3 separate regions of the Mus musculus genome follow, and all the other regions are linked to region 1. The links are chromatin contacts, called in public HiChIP or PLAC-seq and promoter capture Hi-C maps. All regions are on one chromosome and are shown on one strand. The core of a region is the stretch at or near the end of the contact, and the rest is flanking DNA. Distances in the headings are between cores, read along the strand shown.

Region 1 (4,623 bases), core at 1,031-3,530:
TAAAAATCAAAGCAAGGTGCGTTGGCACATGCCTGTAGTTCCAGCACATGGGAGGCAGAAGCAGGTGAGTGTCTGAGTTCAAGGGACAGCCTGGTCTACAGAGTGAATTCCAGGACAGTTAGGGTTAGGTCGTAAGACCGTCTCAATAAAAACAAAGACGAGGAAATGAAAAAACCTTATGTTTGCTTCTGACACACGTACAAGTGTGAACACAAATGTACATGCAAGCATGCATACATACATACATAAGTACAGGAAAGAAGGAAGAATAGGCTAAAATGATCTGAAAAGCTCAACTTGTTGGCACATGCCTATAATTCGAGCATCTGGGATCAAGATTAAAGATTCCAAGCGACCCTCAGCTTTACAGTGTGAGACCAGCCTGGGTATGATGAAACCCTGCCTCCAATTTTAGAAGGGGAGAACTGACTTCTAGAATAATTTGCGTGGGGGGAAGATTCCAGCCCACATGCTCTGGCGCTTGGCTGAAGTGCAGTTGTACTCAGTGAGACTAGCTTCTGGTTTCTGACCCTCAGCCTACAAAACTTTTCTGTATCTCTTGACTCCCCACCCCCACGCCCAGACCCTTGTGATTGTTACCCAATCCTTGATTGAAAGGGACAGATCTATTCACTATTCTCAAAGGCTATACACTCAGGGTCTGCATCTTGTGGCAGCAAAACGACAGACAAACGTTGAAGGGGAGGCTTCTACATCATTCCTAATGGGTACCTCTAAGATGACAAAAAGCTTATTGGCCAGAGAATACATTTTTGGGTTTGGTACCAAAGAGGCATAACGGGTGCCCTATTCTAAAGTGACAGGGAGAACCGACACCTGACCTGTTAGTCTAAACCGGGTGATGGACGTTAGTTATCCTGTGAAGTACTTGCATGAAAGGTCAAGACAGTCTCTGACCGATCTGGTTTATTCTCAGTTCCTCTTTGCCATCTCCAGAGATAAGCTTTGCCACATCCACCTCCTGTTTGGACTCCAGCTTCTCCGTTCTGTCACACCCAGAGTTGGTGATCAAAGATCAGACTTCTCCTGGGGACACAGCAGCCTGACTGAGAGAGCAGCTGCTCCTCCCTAGAATCTGTGGGCTCTGCCCCTGATAGGTCTCAGAAAGGAGAGTGTTCAGGCTGCATCCTTCATCCAGGTGTTCCATTGTGTTTGTGTGTGTCCTAGAAGAGCCACTCTCCTGGGTGCTGGCTACCGTTCTCCCGCCTACCTCCTTGAGGGCCATTTGTTCCATGCAGGCCTTCCTTTGAGGCCACAGTCTTGACCAGAGAGCTCTGAAGGAGCTGACAAGAACCTGCTGGGGCTCCCGCCGCAGGAGACAATAGATCACAGGGTTGAGGCAGCTGTTGCTGTGGGCCAAGCAGGTGGTGATGGGAAGGATGTAAGTATGAAAGGTGTAGAAAGTACTGTCCCAGGGCACCAGGTCAAACCTTACCAGAATTTCCCAGAGAGTGACTACATGGTTGGGAACCCAGCAGAGGGCGAAGGAAGCCACCAGGACACGGACAGAGCGGGCTACCACTCGGCTGTCCTGCCATTGTCGTGGCCTGCATCTTTGCTGCCGCTCTAGAAAGGCCAACAGCAGCAGGTAACTGGTGGTAATGACTCCCAAGGGCACGATGAAGGCCAGAACTACCCTCTGTAGCTGGTAAGCTCCCAGCCAGTATCTGCTGGGGAAACGCAGAAGACAGAGGCACACGCCCCACAACTCAACTTCAGCCCCAAAGATTGCTGTGGGCACAGTCACCAGGGCAGCTGCCACCCACACTGCCAGGGTGACCACACGGGCCCAAAAGACTGAGAGGTGACTACCTGGTCCCACAGCCATGGCTACCACCCAGTATCGCGCGATACTCAGTGCTGTGATTAGGAAGGTGCTGGCATAGATGCTGAGGACGGTGGTGGTCAGGACTACCTTGCAGAGGGCACTTCCGAAAGGCCAGTGGAAGTCCATTGCTGACTCGGTTGCCCAGAAAGGGAGAGTAAGGGCCAGCCCCAAGTCTGCTAGAGCCAGGCTGAAGACAAAGGTATCAGAAGACAGGCCGGGCACACGCTGACCACAGTTACCTAGAACCCACAGTACGGCCAAATTTCCCAGCAAGCCAATGATACCTACAAGTCCATAGGCCAGTGCAACCATGATCCTCAGAACAAGGAACTGGACAGGCATGGCAGCACCGTCAGTGCTCAGCACGCTGTCTCCAGAGCCATTGACCCAGAAGAGGGTGGGCAGAGAGGCAGAAGAATTGGATGTGGCCATCGCAAGACCGCGGAGGTTGCTAGAGCACAGCAGAGCAGAGGAACCAGGGAGTGCCCGCCTTCCGGCCTGGCAAGCAACCACCCGCCGCCGCTGTTGTCTCAGGAGAGCTCTTAGAAGAGCCCTTGGAATCTGGGTGTTGGTCTAGAGCTTCGGGTTGTAAGAGCCCCTGCCCATGCTCACACCTAAGAGGGACAGGTGTGGGTAGAACAGCCTGCTTCTTCCCAGTTGGACAACCGTGGTGGGTGGGGCAGTGCAAGGGAGGGCTATGTTCACACTGTCAACATGCATGTAATAGGGAAGGAAAGGGAAACAGTAGAGATGTGGAGCCAAACCAGAAGACGCTTTTTCTCTCTCCCCGGAGTGCAGAGAGCTCTCTGAGAAAAGGAGAGGTGTGAGGAGAGGTTAGGGAAGGAATATGGCATTAGAAAACCAGACTGGGAGTCAGAAAAAGAGAGAGGAACACACATCACTCAGAGTCCCACAGTTGCTGTGCCTTTCCTGTGTCTCTCTGATTGGGGCCCTGTGCTGCTTTGCTTAAAATGTTAATGGGGGCAGGCCAGAGATCGGGGCTGTTTGGGGAAAGGGGCCTGCTGCCAAGCCTGGTGATTTGAATTCAGTCTACAGGATCTGCATAGGAGAAGGATAGACATGCCACTCACAAGCTGCCCTTTGACCTCCACACTCATCTCACACACACACACACACACACACACACACACACACACACACAATTCTCCCCCCAAAAGTGTTAAGAAAATATACAATTCAGCGAGATGCCAAAGAGCTGTGGTCACTGCTACCTGCATGGCTGAGGCAGCTGGATCACCTGATCACCAAGGCCAAACTTGGCAGTACAACAAGGTATAATCTATATATAAATAAATACGCCCGTGGAGATGGCTGTCCCTGGAACCTGCCTACATAAAGGTAGGAGAGGACAGGCATCCCGGGGTTGTCTTCTGACTTTTATACATGCACAGTAGTATGTACCCCCCAGCACTACTAAATCTTCAAAATAAGATTAGATGGTGACAGGCTTAATGGTTTGCTGGCACACCCAGCCTGGTCTGTCTACTGAATTCCAGGCCAGACAAGGTTAGGTTCTGAAACCCTGTCTCAAAACCAAACCAAACAAGTTTGGGACTAGATATCAAGTACCTGCTTGTCGGCCCTGACAATGTGCACTGGGTGGTCAGGATCCACAAGGTGGGAGGAGAGAACAGATTCCTGAAAGTTGTCCTGACATTTGCCTGCATTCAGTAGCATACTGAACATCCATGCTCACACAGGCAAATACTATTTAAATAGTTTTAAATTGGGGCTAGAGATACCTAAGGAGTTAGTATCTTGCAGATGACCTGCGTGTGGTACCCAGCACCCATCTAGTATCTCACCGTCATCTATCACTCCAGTTCTAAAGAATTTGACCCCCTCTTTTGGTCTCCACTGGCTCGAATGTGCTACATGTCCATACGTGCAGACATACATATAAATAAAAATTCCTTACAGAAGTTAAATCAGATGAAGATAGTCCGTTGTTCAGGGAGCTAGCGTGAGTCCATACCTTGTTCTTTGCATGATGACTGTCATTTCAAGGGGAAGTTTGGAGCATTGGTCATGGAAGGAAGCAGGACAATGAACAGCTGTTATCATGCCAAGGGAACACTGCCAACTAAAACACAGGTCAGAATTCAGTGCAGTACCATGTGACCTTGATGCTAAGAAGGGGAAAGAAATGAGACGGAGGAAGTTGCAGTTCCCTGTATACCCCTTCTGGGCACATTGGACTTGTGAGGCCATAGGTGGATGACCACGGCCACACCTTCAGGTCTGCTCTACATCCCTGAACAGTCCTGCCAACCTGTCCCACCCCCACTGCCACTCCATTTTTCTGGTGTACTCAGAGCCCCGTCATATCCACATTCCTCCATATCCCAAGCCTCACTGTAGAGTTCTGGAACCTGAGAAAAGCCTTTACCACACCTCATCCTGTCTCCCCATGAGCTCAGTCTCAGCTGAAGACCGTCTCTAATGGCATCATCTCCTTTCTCTCCTCACATCTCTCTCCACGGCAGGAGCTTTGGGAGAGAGCATGGACTGGGGAGGTAAGAGTGAGATTTTTTTTTCAAGGATTCTGAGAGCAGTTCGGCACTCTTCTGCTGGTTAAGGAAGTATCTGGTACTCGGTTGTCTTGGGGTGCTGGGGGTGGGGTCAGAGAGGCATTTCAGAGAAGCTCTAGCCCATATGAGAACCCCAGACGTGAGAGAGTTGCTTTCTGGGAAACAGAATGTTGGGGTTTTGAGCAAGAGAGAGGTGGGATGAGGTTGGCAGAAGGCACTCAG
Region 2 (4,623 bases), core at 820-3,319, 230 kb before region 1:
AGTCATCTTTGACTATGGCAAGTTCAAGACCACCCAGGGTTACAAGAAATCCTGCTTTAAAAAACAACAGAGGGGCTGGAGAGATGGCTCAGCAGTTAAGAGCACTGACTGCTCTTCCAAAGGTCCTGAGTTCAAATCCCAGTAACCACATGGTGGCTCACAACCATCTGTAATGAGATCTGATGCCCTCTTCTGGAATGTCTGAAGACAGCTATAGAGTATTTACATATAACAAATAAATAAATCTTCAACAACAACAACAGAGTTGGGCAGTGATGGTGCACGCCTTTAATCCCAGCACTCGGGAGGCAGAGGCAGGCGGAATTCTGAGTTCGAGGCCAGCCTGGTCTACAGAGTGAGTTCCAGGACAGTCAAGGCTACACAGAGAAACCCTATCTCAAAAAAAACCAAAACAAACAAACAAAAAACCCCAACCAAACCAACAACCAAAGCATTGTTTGTGAATCACTAAGTGCCTTCTGTACATCCCATCAGATCGCCCAGACCAGGGAGCGTTTTATGCTTGAAGTTATCAAATGAAATGGAAAGTAGACTAGCTCAAATATGCACGTGTTACAACTCTCCTCACATAAGCAAAACTCAGAACTACTCTCTTGCTTTGCTTTGCTGCCTTTGCTGCTGTTTTGTTGTTTGTTTGGTATGAGTTTCAAGTGGCCCAAACTGGCCTTGAACTTCTGAGCCTCTTATCTGCAATTCCTAAATGCTGGGATTATAGATGTGAGCCACGATAACACTTGCCGGGTTTATTCTGAGCTGTGTGCTATGCGCATTCTACCAACTGAGCTAGATCTTTGGCCCTTGGAGTTAACAACTGTGGAAGGATTTTGCTAACAGTAAAGTATTTCCCTTACTGCACAAGGTTCTACTGAGCAGGGTTACTCCAAGTCCTCACCAGCCATCTGGTCCACAGATGGCATGGACAATATAGTTGTCTATATAAGAGCAGACCTAGGTGTGGTAGCACAGGTCTATCACACTAGCCCAAGGGGGCTGAGGCAAGAGAAACAGGAGTTTAAGGTCAGCCTGGTTTACACAGTAAAACCTGTCTTGGGGGTCAGAGGGGACTCAGGCCATACTGTAAACCTGCTGATAAGAAACAACACTCTAACATCTCTAGATAATATATGGATTGTAAAATGTGAGAAGCATTGCTTTACTTATTCCAGCTTGTCAGTTTTATAAGAACTATAACTATTCTCAGATTCCAGCATCATTAGAACCAGGTTAGGAGTCCTCTGATTCCATCCTTGGTAGTGGACACAATGATGATTAACTGGTCCATTCCAATCAGCCACTCCCACCACATCGGGTCAACTCCTGACCAGACACCAGGCTGCCATTCTCAGACAAAACAGATACTTCCCAGCACCCTCTTTTCTTTCTCTCTGCCACTTCAGGTTCTGCATTCTGGGAGCTGTCACCCACATAAACGCGAATTAACTGTCCCGCTAGCTATTCATTGCCCTTCACTAGGTCCTGACTATGTCGCCTCCCAATCTAAGCCTCCTCCCTCCGGCATGGTGAGGTTCCACCTAGTCTTCATTGGTCTTCAATAGATTTCCACGTGATCCTCCATCACACACACCACATGACAATCCCCTCCACACACTCCACGTGACACCCTCCTTTATGCACCTTCTGTCAGGCTCTTGCACGGCCAATTCAGAGTCCCCGGGCATACCCCTCGTCAGGCTTCTCTAGCTGTCAGTCTCTCATGCTCCTCGGCCAGGACGAGATGCCTCGGGGGACTTGCCTTTCGTTGCCAAAACTGCAGAGCGGCTTCCCATGGCGATGCAGCCCCGCAGAACAGACAGATATCCACTGCCTCCTCGACAGGTTGAACCTTAGGTACCTCTGATCCTTCAAGACACCTAAGCACCGTGGTCGCTTTCCTTCTCAGACCCCAGCGCTTTAGCCGCGTCTGAGACTGGGACTCCTAGACCGCAGCCCCCGCGCTATCCTCCAGTCCCAGCGACAGCCAGACTCGGTTCGCATCTTCCTCCATCTCCACTGGGATCCCGGTATTGCCGGAACCGGAAACTGAGATGCTGTCATTCCCTCCCACTGTGAAGCAGCGGTAATTCCACCAATGGCATTATCAGCCTTTGAGCCTCCCTCTAGAAGCGCCTCTTCGGCCATCTTGGATTAGGGAACTAGCCCCGCCTCCTTTAGCTTCTATATGCCCTCAAGCCAACCACGCAAACGAGTCCTGCTAGGGGACTTCGTAATTGGCTGACACTTAAACCCAGAGGCAGAGGACTCTGCTCCCTCTCTCCCTCCCTCCCTCCCTCCCTCCCTCCCTTTCTCTTTCTTTTTCTTCTTTACTTCTCTCTCTCTCTCTCTCTCTCCTTTTTTTTGTTTTACTTTCATTTCTTTTTGGGAAAAGTCTTGCTACCAAGACCTGGGGGGCGTCCAACTCATTAATTCCCCTGTCTCAGATTTCCAAGTGCTAAGATTGCAGACCTGCTCCTCCACTCCTGGTTTCTGGGACTCTTCTTGACAATACAGTGAAGTCACCTTTTGCTTAAAGATCTAGTGGAATCTTTATATTCAAACCTAAATTTTAGAATTCGAATTTTAAGTAGAGAGGAGGGGAAATCTAATCTTTAGTTTTTCCGTAGCTTTTTCTCATATTTGGAGCCCAAACAGTAGAGGTAAAGGAAGGCACGATAAGGTAGCTAATTTTCAGATATAGTAACTCAATTTGGATAAACAGCGGTGACACCAGCTGTGGGTCTGGTTTTACACATATATATATTTTTAAAAGGTGTTTGTTTGTTCTATACTTTCAGTCTATGCTGGTAAGATTTTGTTTTGCCGGGCGTGGTGGCACACGCCTTTAATCTTAGTACTTGGGAGGTAGAGGCAGGCAGATTTCTGAGTTCGAGGCCAGCCTGGTCTACAGAGTGAGTTCCAGGACAGCCAGGAATACACAGAGAAACCTGTCTCAAACCCCCAACTCCCGCCCCCCAAAAAAGATTTTGTTGTTTTGTTTTTGTCAGCTTGATGTTGGCTAGATTCATCTGGGAAGAGGAAATGTAAATCGAGTAATTGCTTTCAGTGGACTGATTTGTTAGCATTTTATTGGTTAATGACTGATGTGGAAAGGCCCAGCCCAGTGTGGGCTGTGCTACCCTTGAGCAATCTGAATGTGAACCCAAGGAGAAAGCACTATATACTCTCTCTTAGTCTCTGTGTCAGTTTCTGCCTCTGGGTTCCTGCCCTGCCTTGCCTTTATTATGAACTGTAACCTGTAAGGTTAAATTAATCCAGGTTGGGTGTGATTGCACAAGCCTTTAGTTCCAGAACATCGGAGGCTAGGCAGAAGGATCCCTGTGAGTTCAAAGCCAGCGTGATCTACATAGTGAGTTCCAGGACCTACATGAATATATAAAGAGACTGTTTCAAAAAAAAAAACCAAAAAAACAAAAAAGATCAAAGAAAAGATAGAATAAATCCTTTGTCAAATTGTTTTTGGTCGTGTTGTTTATCACAGTAATGGAAAGCAAACTAGGACACAATCTGTCTTTTTTTTTTTTCAACTATACTGATACATAAAAACAAAGTTTGAATGTAGTAATTAATGGGTACCAGGTGATTTTGTTTTGAGACAAGGTCTCACATTGTAGCCCAAGCTATTCTGAAACTTACCATGGTCCTAGGGTAACTTCAGATTTATAGCAGTGGTTCTACCTCACCATGGCATGTTCTGGGATTACAGGCTTGAGACATCGTGATGGCCTCTGAACATTCATTTCTTTCTGGGGGCTTGGGGGAAAACTCAGAGTCCCTTCTAGCTTTGGGGAAACGTGGAGAGCTTTGGGGCTGCCTTCTAGAAATTTGGCAGGAATTTGACATTGGCTAGGACGAGGATGTGGGCTCAAGTTCTTGATCATCTTGATAAGTCCCTGAATACCACCAGAATTGTTTGTTCCTTGACCTAGAGTTGACCTTATTCTTTGCATGTCCTTAGAATGATATAAAAGCAACTGGAAAAAGATAAACCCACTTCAGCCTCAGCACTAGGTGGAGTCATGTTATAATGTTGTCTAATTTTCTTTTTCTTTTCAATCCTAGATCACTCCCTTGATACCCTGTTGATTAACTGAGCTGGCTTGGTCAGAGGTATATACAACATATCATGTGATCTGTGATGTTCTTCCTGTGCACAAATTTCTTACTCGTCACTGTTTCTCTCTCTCTCTCCCTCTCCCTCTCCCTCTCCCTCTCCCTCTCCCTCTTTCTCTCTCTCTCTCTCTCTCTCACACACACACACACACACACTCACACACACACACCCCTCTTTACAGTCTTCTGTAACCACGATTCTTATCTCAACTTTCAACTTTCCTTCCAAGCTCCCATATCAATTGGCTCACAGCTCCCTGTAACCCCAGCTCCAAGGCATCTGATACCCTCTTCCAACCACTGTGGGCAACAGCATACATGAGCACATTGGCATGTACTGGGCCTGGATCTTATTTTAATCAGCTGGGTGCTTGTGATTGGCAGAGGTTGTGATAGTGACTCAGATGTTTGTGTCAAGGACAGAGTCGTGTTTGTCACACGGGACTCAAGCAGGAGATGTCCTTGTGCCCAGCT
Region 3 (4,623 bases), core at 1,072-3,571, 200 kb before region 1:
GCAGGATGGGAGGGGGAGAGCTGACAGGTAGACACAGGAAGGGGTTCTCAGCCACAGGCAACGGAGATAGCTGTCGTCCGCCTCAAGATTTGTCGTAGTTACAGATCCCTGCCACCCCCGTTTCCTCTGTCTCCTCCCCTCACTCTGCGATAGCAATTGCCCACCACCAGCAATGCCCACTGCAGCAGAAAAGGCTGCTTCCTCTCGGTTTCTGAGCCCCATCAGTGTGGGCATTCCTGGGAGCCACCTGGACAGTCTGAATATGTTGGTTAGTAGTGCATGTTCACTACATATCTTGGTGGTGGCATGTGTGCACATACACACACGTGAATGTGTGGGTTCCTGACACACTGGCACATCAGCAAGGAGGAAAGAGCACCTCAGATAAGTCTCTAGTGAGCACATGTGGACTTTTGCTTTAGTCAGAGGACAATCTGGCTGTTACTCTTTTGGCCTCAGGAAGCCTGGAAACCAAGAGGAATCCAAAGACAAAATGGAAACAATACTGCCTAGATTGGCTTCTCCTGAACTCTGAAGAGAGCTCATTGTACTTCCCCTTGAAACGCAGGCTTGTTTGTGCCTGCACTCCCATCCCACCCAGAGATGCCGCTCTATCCACCGACTGCTACATCTCCTTTACCATTTTGCCTCAGAAGGATGCTAAACTACATCCGTGAACAGAAGTAACTTACTTCTGTGTGTGTGTGTGTGTGTGTGTGTGTGTGTGGGTGGGTGGGTGTGTGGTATATGTGGCACTTCCCCTGGGGCATTTCCTGGAACTAAAGGTGTCAGTAACCGAACAGCCTCCTCAAGAAACCACCGAGGCTGGGTGAGCTGCTAGGATCCCTTCTGATGCCCAGTCTCCTGGACAGGATCTGGCCCGGTGTGACCTCTGCAGTTGGCTTGGGCCCTCCAGCTCCTCAGACAATCTAGAGCGAGCTTTAGCTTTCCAGCTCCTGGTACTGAAAAAGCAGTCAGGAGTTTAAGGCTCCTTGCTTAGTGACTGACATTTGAGGGAAAGAAAAACCACTGAGTTGGCAGAAAAGGGTCACAGTGACCCTTCCTTCCCTTACAGATCAACTTGTGCCTCAGGTGGCCTCTTCTTCTCCCAGCCCCTCCCAGGCTCCCTGGCATCTCTGTTTCTTCGTGCCATTTCGTCCCCTCTGGCACACCCTTCTCCTTCCTCAGCCCCTTCATCTCTATGGTGCCATCCATACCTCCCAGGTACTAGACACTTACCAGCATGGTATTTGACTCTGGGCATGGGCCCCTGACCACCAGTCCCAGAAGCAGGTGGCAGTGATGGCAGCAGGAAGAGTTGGAAGAAAAAAACACGCAGGAGACTCCATGAGTCCTGGCCCAGGGATGGTAGGGCCATGGTCAGCCTGAGATGGTCACCAGATGGTTCTGAGGAAACAGGCACTTTCTGGGTTAGCCATGCTTACCACACCCTTCCTGAGGGCCAATAGGAGAGCCCCAGGGGGCAGAAGTTCCTCTCTGGAAGGGCCCTCAGAGTCTCACTTCCATCCATCCCCAGCCTTGAAGGTGCCTCCTGCTGCCCTCTGCATAGGGTGCTGCTGTGGCCCACGCTGTGCCTCTGGTCACCTAACCATTAAAAAAACTACCTTGCCATTTCTCACCTGACTCACAGAAAAATTCCTTTCCACTTTGCCCCCTCAGCATCTCCTGGCCCCGTGCTCCAGAGCTCTGATCATCTCTGGCCCTGGGCAAAGGTCTTCTAGGGAACTAGTTCCTGTATGCAAAAGGTAGATTTCCCCAGGCTGGCCTGTGCTGTGACACCTTATGCCCGCTACTCACCCCAACCCAGGCAGACAGCCTACCCTCTCCTCAGCCCCCAGGGGCTCTGACTCTTGCTTAATCGGGCCCATCTAGCCTTCTTCTTAGGGATAGGGGCGTGCCAGTTTATCTACCACTGTGGTGGGGCTGCCCTCTGTATTTCCTGGGAGTGGCCTGGGCAGGAGTCCTTGGCAGACTCTCAACTTCTCCAGCCCCCCTGTCTGCCTCCCCAGAGCTCCGCAATCAGCCTCCCCCATGGCCACTGAATGCAGGTTCACACCCCTCCCCCGCCCCCGCCTCATCTCACATACCCTTGAGCCAGCCACACTGAGAAGTCCTGTGTTCAAACCCTGAATCAGGGTGCCATCCGAGGCAAAGAAGGGGGTCCAGGCAAGGCAAGCAGGCTCAGCCTGGCTGGAACGGGCGCGCGGCCCTCCAGGCACCCATCCTGCCAGAGCCAGTGTGGGTTTCAGGCCAGGGAAACCAGAATTTCTACCTCGAGTTGTGACAGATCCTGGCTGGCTTGGGCGGAAGTTGGTGGATCAGGGCGGGGAGACTGGTGGAGTGTGGGAGTGGGGGTGAGGCTTGAAGGCCTTGCAGGAGACACACCTCCCTCCCTCCTTAGTCTATCCAGAAATTAAGAGTTCCTTCCCGGCCAGTTCAGTGATGCCCTTGTTTCTCCCGCACACCACTTCCAGTCTAACCAGCCCAAGCTGCAGACTCCTCTTGCTCAAGAGAGCTCGGTATGACACCGTCTCTCTCCTATTCCTTCTCTCTCTGACCCCATTGTGGGGTTCCCCCACTGCCACATACTGAGACCTCCCGACCTCCCACACCCAGTAGGACCACATTCTTGAAAGATAACACGTTTAAAGCTGGCATGGTGGCGAGGCATACCTTTAATCCCAGTACTCGGGAGGCAGAGGCAGGCAGATCTCTGAGTTCGAGGCCAGCCTGATCTACAGAGTGTGCTCCAGGTCATCCAGGGCTATACAGAGAAACCCCGTATCAAAAAAATAAAAAATAAATAAAAATCCTACATTTGTATTAGTTTTTTGGTTTTTCCCTATGACTTTGCTGAGGAAGCCCTAGTAATTTGACGTCTCAGTGGGAAATTGGAGAAATTCCCCATTTGAACGCGTGCTTCTTGGGATACGCTTTGGAGCTGAAGCACCCAGCTGGCATGGTGGCTGGTTCCTCCTCCCCAAAGGTTCCAGGAAGACCTCATAACGCAGGGTTAATGAGTAACCAAGGGCTCCTAGGCCAATAAAGAGTGGTTGGGCTGCTGCCCACTCTCCCGGGTCAGCTGACTTCAGGTTAAAGAGCACAGTGACCCAAGCTGGTCTACCTCCAGGACATACCCTATCTTCACTGTAAACACCATCCTCACTGCCAGGATGGTCCCCACTGTAGGCTGTCCTCCACCCTTCCAGTTACAGCTCCTAGACGGAAAGCATTCCTCGGTAGAGCCTGCTTGGCCTTCCCTTCATGCTTTCCCCTCTGCTTCCGTTCTCCAGTGTGGCCCAGGAGCTGGGCTCACACAGACCCTCCTGATGGCTTCATCTGTCAAAGCTTGCTAAGACCCGCCCCCCCCCAAGCTCTCCGTTCACTGTGAGGACTTTGCCAATCTCCCTGTGCTGACACAAACTTCTGAGTCTCCTTGACCTCTAGATCAGGCTTGGGAAGCCACCACCTCAGGGCCTCTCTTTGGAGACAGATTGGCCTATCTGGGTCACAGGGAGGAGCTGTGACCAGAGGAGCAGCTCCAATGCCATCCTTCTTTACTCTCTTCCTGTCCCTGGGCGTCCTCAGGAGACCAAGTGCTCTCCCAGGCCCTCGGACAATGTGAGAAGCTCACACTTGGGGCTTCAGGCTTCCCAACTTCAGCAGGCAGGCTCCACTACAGTCTTGCTGCACAGAGAACAGAAGTGCAGCAGGGGTGACTGGACAGCCTGACGTCCATCCATCTACCTCAGACCTGTCTAATTCGGAAGCTCTCCCTACATGGCTGGCTCCTTCAGTCCCATCTCCTGCCCTAGTGCATTAGCTCAGCTCAGAGCTGCTCAACAGAGGGAGTAGGCAGGCATCAGAGTGGGAGGAGCAGGGGCTTTCTCTCCTCTAGCCAGGAACCAATCACTCAGGGTGACTCCTGACTCAGAAGGAACAGAAATCTCCCCGAAGAGAGGCCATCTGATGTCAACTTCAGCCTAGGTGCTTCCAGCCCTGGGGTGCCACCCACTCTCTCACAGTGCCTTTCAGGCCCAGCTAAGAGAAGAGAGGCAGGGGGAGAAAGGGACATGGCCCCACCAGCTCGTCTCATCTCTCATACCCCTGAGCCTCACCTGTCACTCACACAGGGTCCTGCCTTCAGAAGAGGCCATGCTGGGTATTCCCTCCTGCTGTTGCTTACCTCGAGAAAGCCTTAATCATTTTTTAAAAAGAGGACTACGTTTTCATTCACACTGGGCCCCACAAAGGGTGTAGCAGGCTCTGCTTCCAGGACACTCAGGGCTGTCAAGCCATACACCCTCCCTCACTACACAAATGAGGAAGGCAGGGCCAGTGGCTGGAAGCATCCAGGGCAGGAAGGGCAGCAGGCAGCAGGCAAACAGTGGTTCTTACCCTGTGGGGTGCGACCCCCTTTATAGGGTGTGGGTGGGTGGGCGGAGAAAGGTTCAAATGACCCTCTCATAGGGGTCACCTAAGACTATCAGAAAACACACACATTTACAATGCTAAGCATAACAGTAGCAAAATCACAGGTATGAAGTAGCAATGAAAATAATTTTATGGCTGGGGTCACCACCACGTGAGGAATTGAATCAC

The links. HiChIP or PLAC-seq counts read pairs in DNA pulled down with a chosen protein or histone mark. Capture Hi-C pulls out chosen DNA fragments and counts their contacts.
Region 2: an H3K4me3 HiChIP or PLAC-seq map of bone marrow-derived macrophages shows a contact between it and region 1, with 4 times the contacts expected there. The contact joins the promoter of Slc25a44 here to the promoter of Rxfp4 in region 1. A contact is called at or near these places in 1 of 39 promoter capture datasets (stem cell-derived epiblast-like cells), 2 of 115 datasets of contacts at active chromatin or transcription factors (bone marrow-derived macrophages and microglia) and 1 of 9 other capture datasets (adipose tissue).
Region 3: a promoter capture Hi-C map of liver shows a contact between it and region 1. The contact joins the promoter of Sema4a here to the promoter of Rxfp4 in region 1. A contact is called at or near these places in 1 of 115 datasets of contacts at active chromatin or transcription factors (pancreatic cancer cells) and 4 of 9 other capture datasets (adipose tissue, embryonic stem cells, liver and 1 more).

What each region holds. Positions count from the first base shown.
Region 1 is chr3:88,650,862-88,655,484 of GRCm38.p6, forward strand. It overlaps Rxfp4 (relaxin family peptide receptor 4), which reads right to left and starts at 2,281. Exons shown (of 1, transcript NM_181817.1): 1 at 1,037-2,281. The coding sequence starts at 2,281. The coding sequence ends at 1,037.
Region 2 is chr3:88,423,072-88,427,694 of GRCm38.p6, forward strand. Slc25a44 (solute carrier family 25, member 44) reads right to left here and starts at 2,070. Exons shown (of 4, transcript NM_178696.5): 1 at 1,657-2,070. The coding sequence starts at 1,700. It overlaps Gm33513 (a long non-coding RNA gene), which reads left to right and starts at 2,009. Exons shown (of 3, transcript XR_375819.2): 1 at 2,009-2,098; 2 at 4,099-4,623.
Region 3 is chr3:88,453,440-88,458,062 of GRCm38.p6, forward strand. It overlaps Sema4a (sema domain, immunoglobulin domain (Ig), transmembrane domain (TM) and short cytoplasmic domain, (semaphorin) 4A), which reads right to left and starts at 2,322. Exons shown (of 15, transcript NM_013658.3): 1 at 2,109-2,322; 2 at 1,240-1,407. The coding sequence starts at 1,378.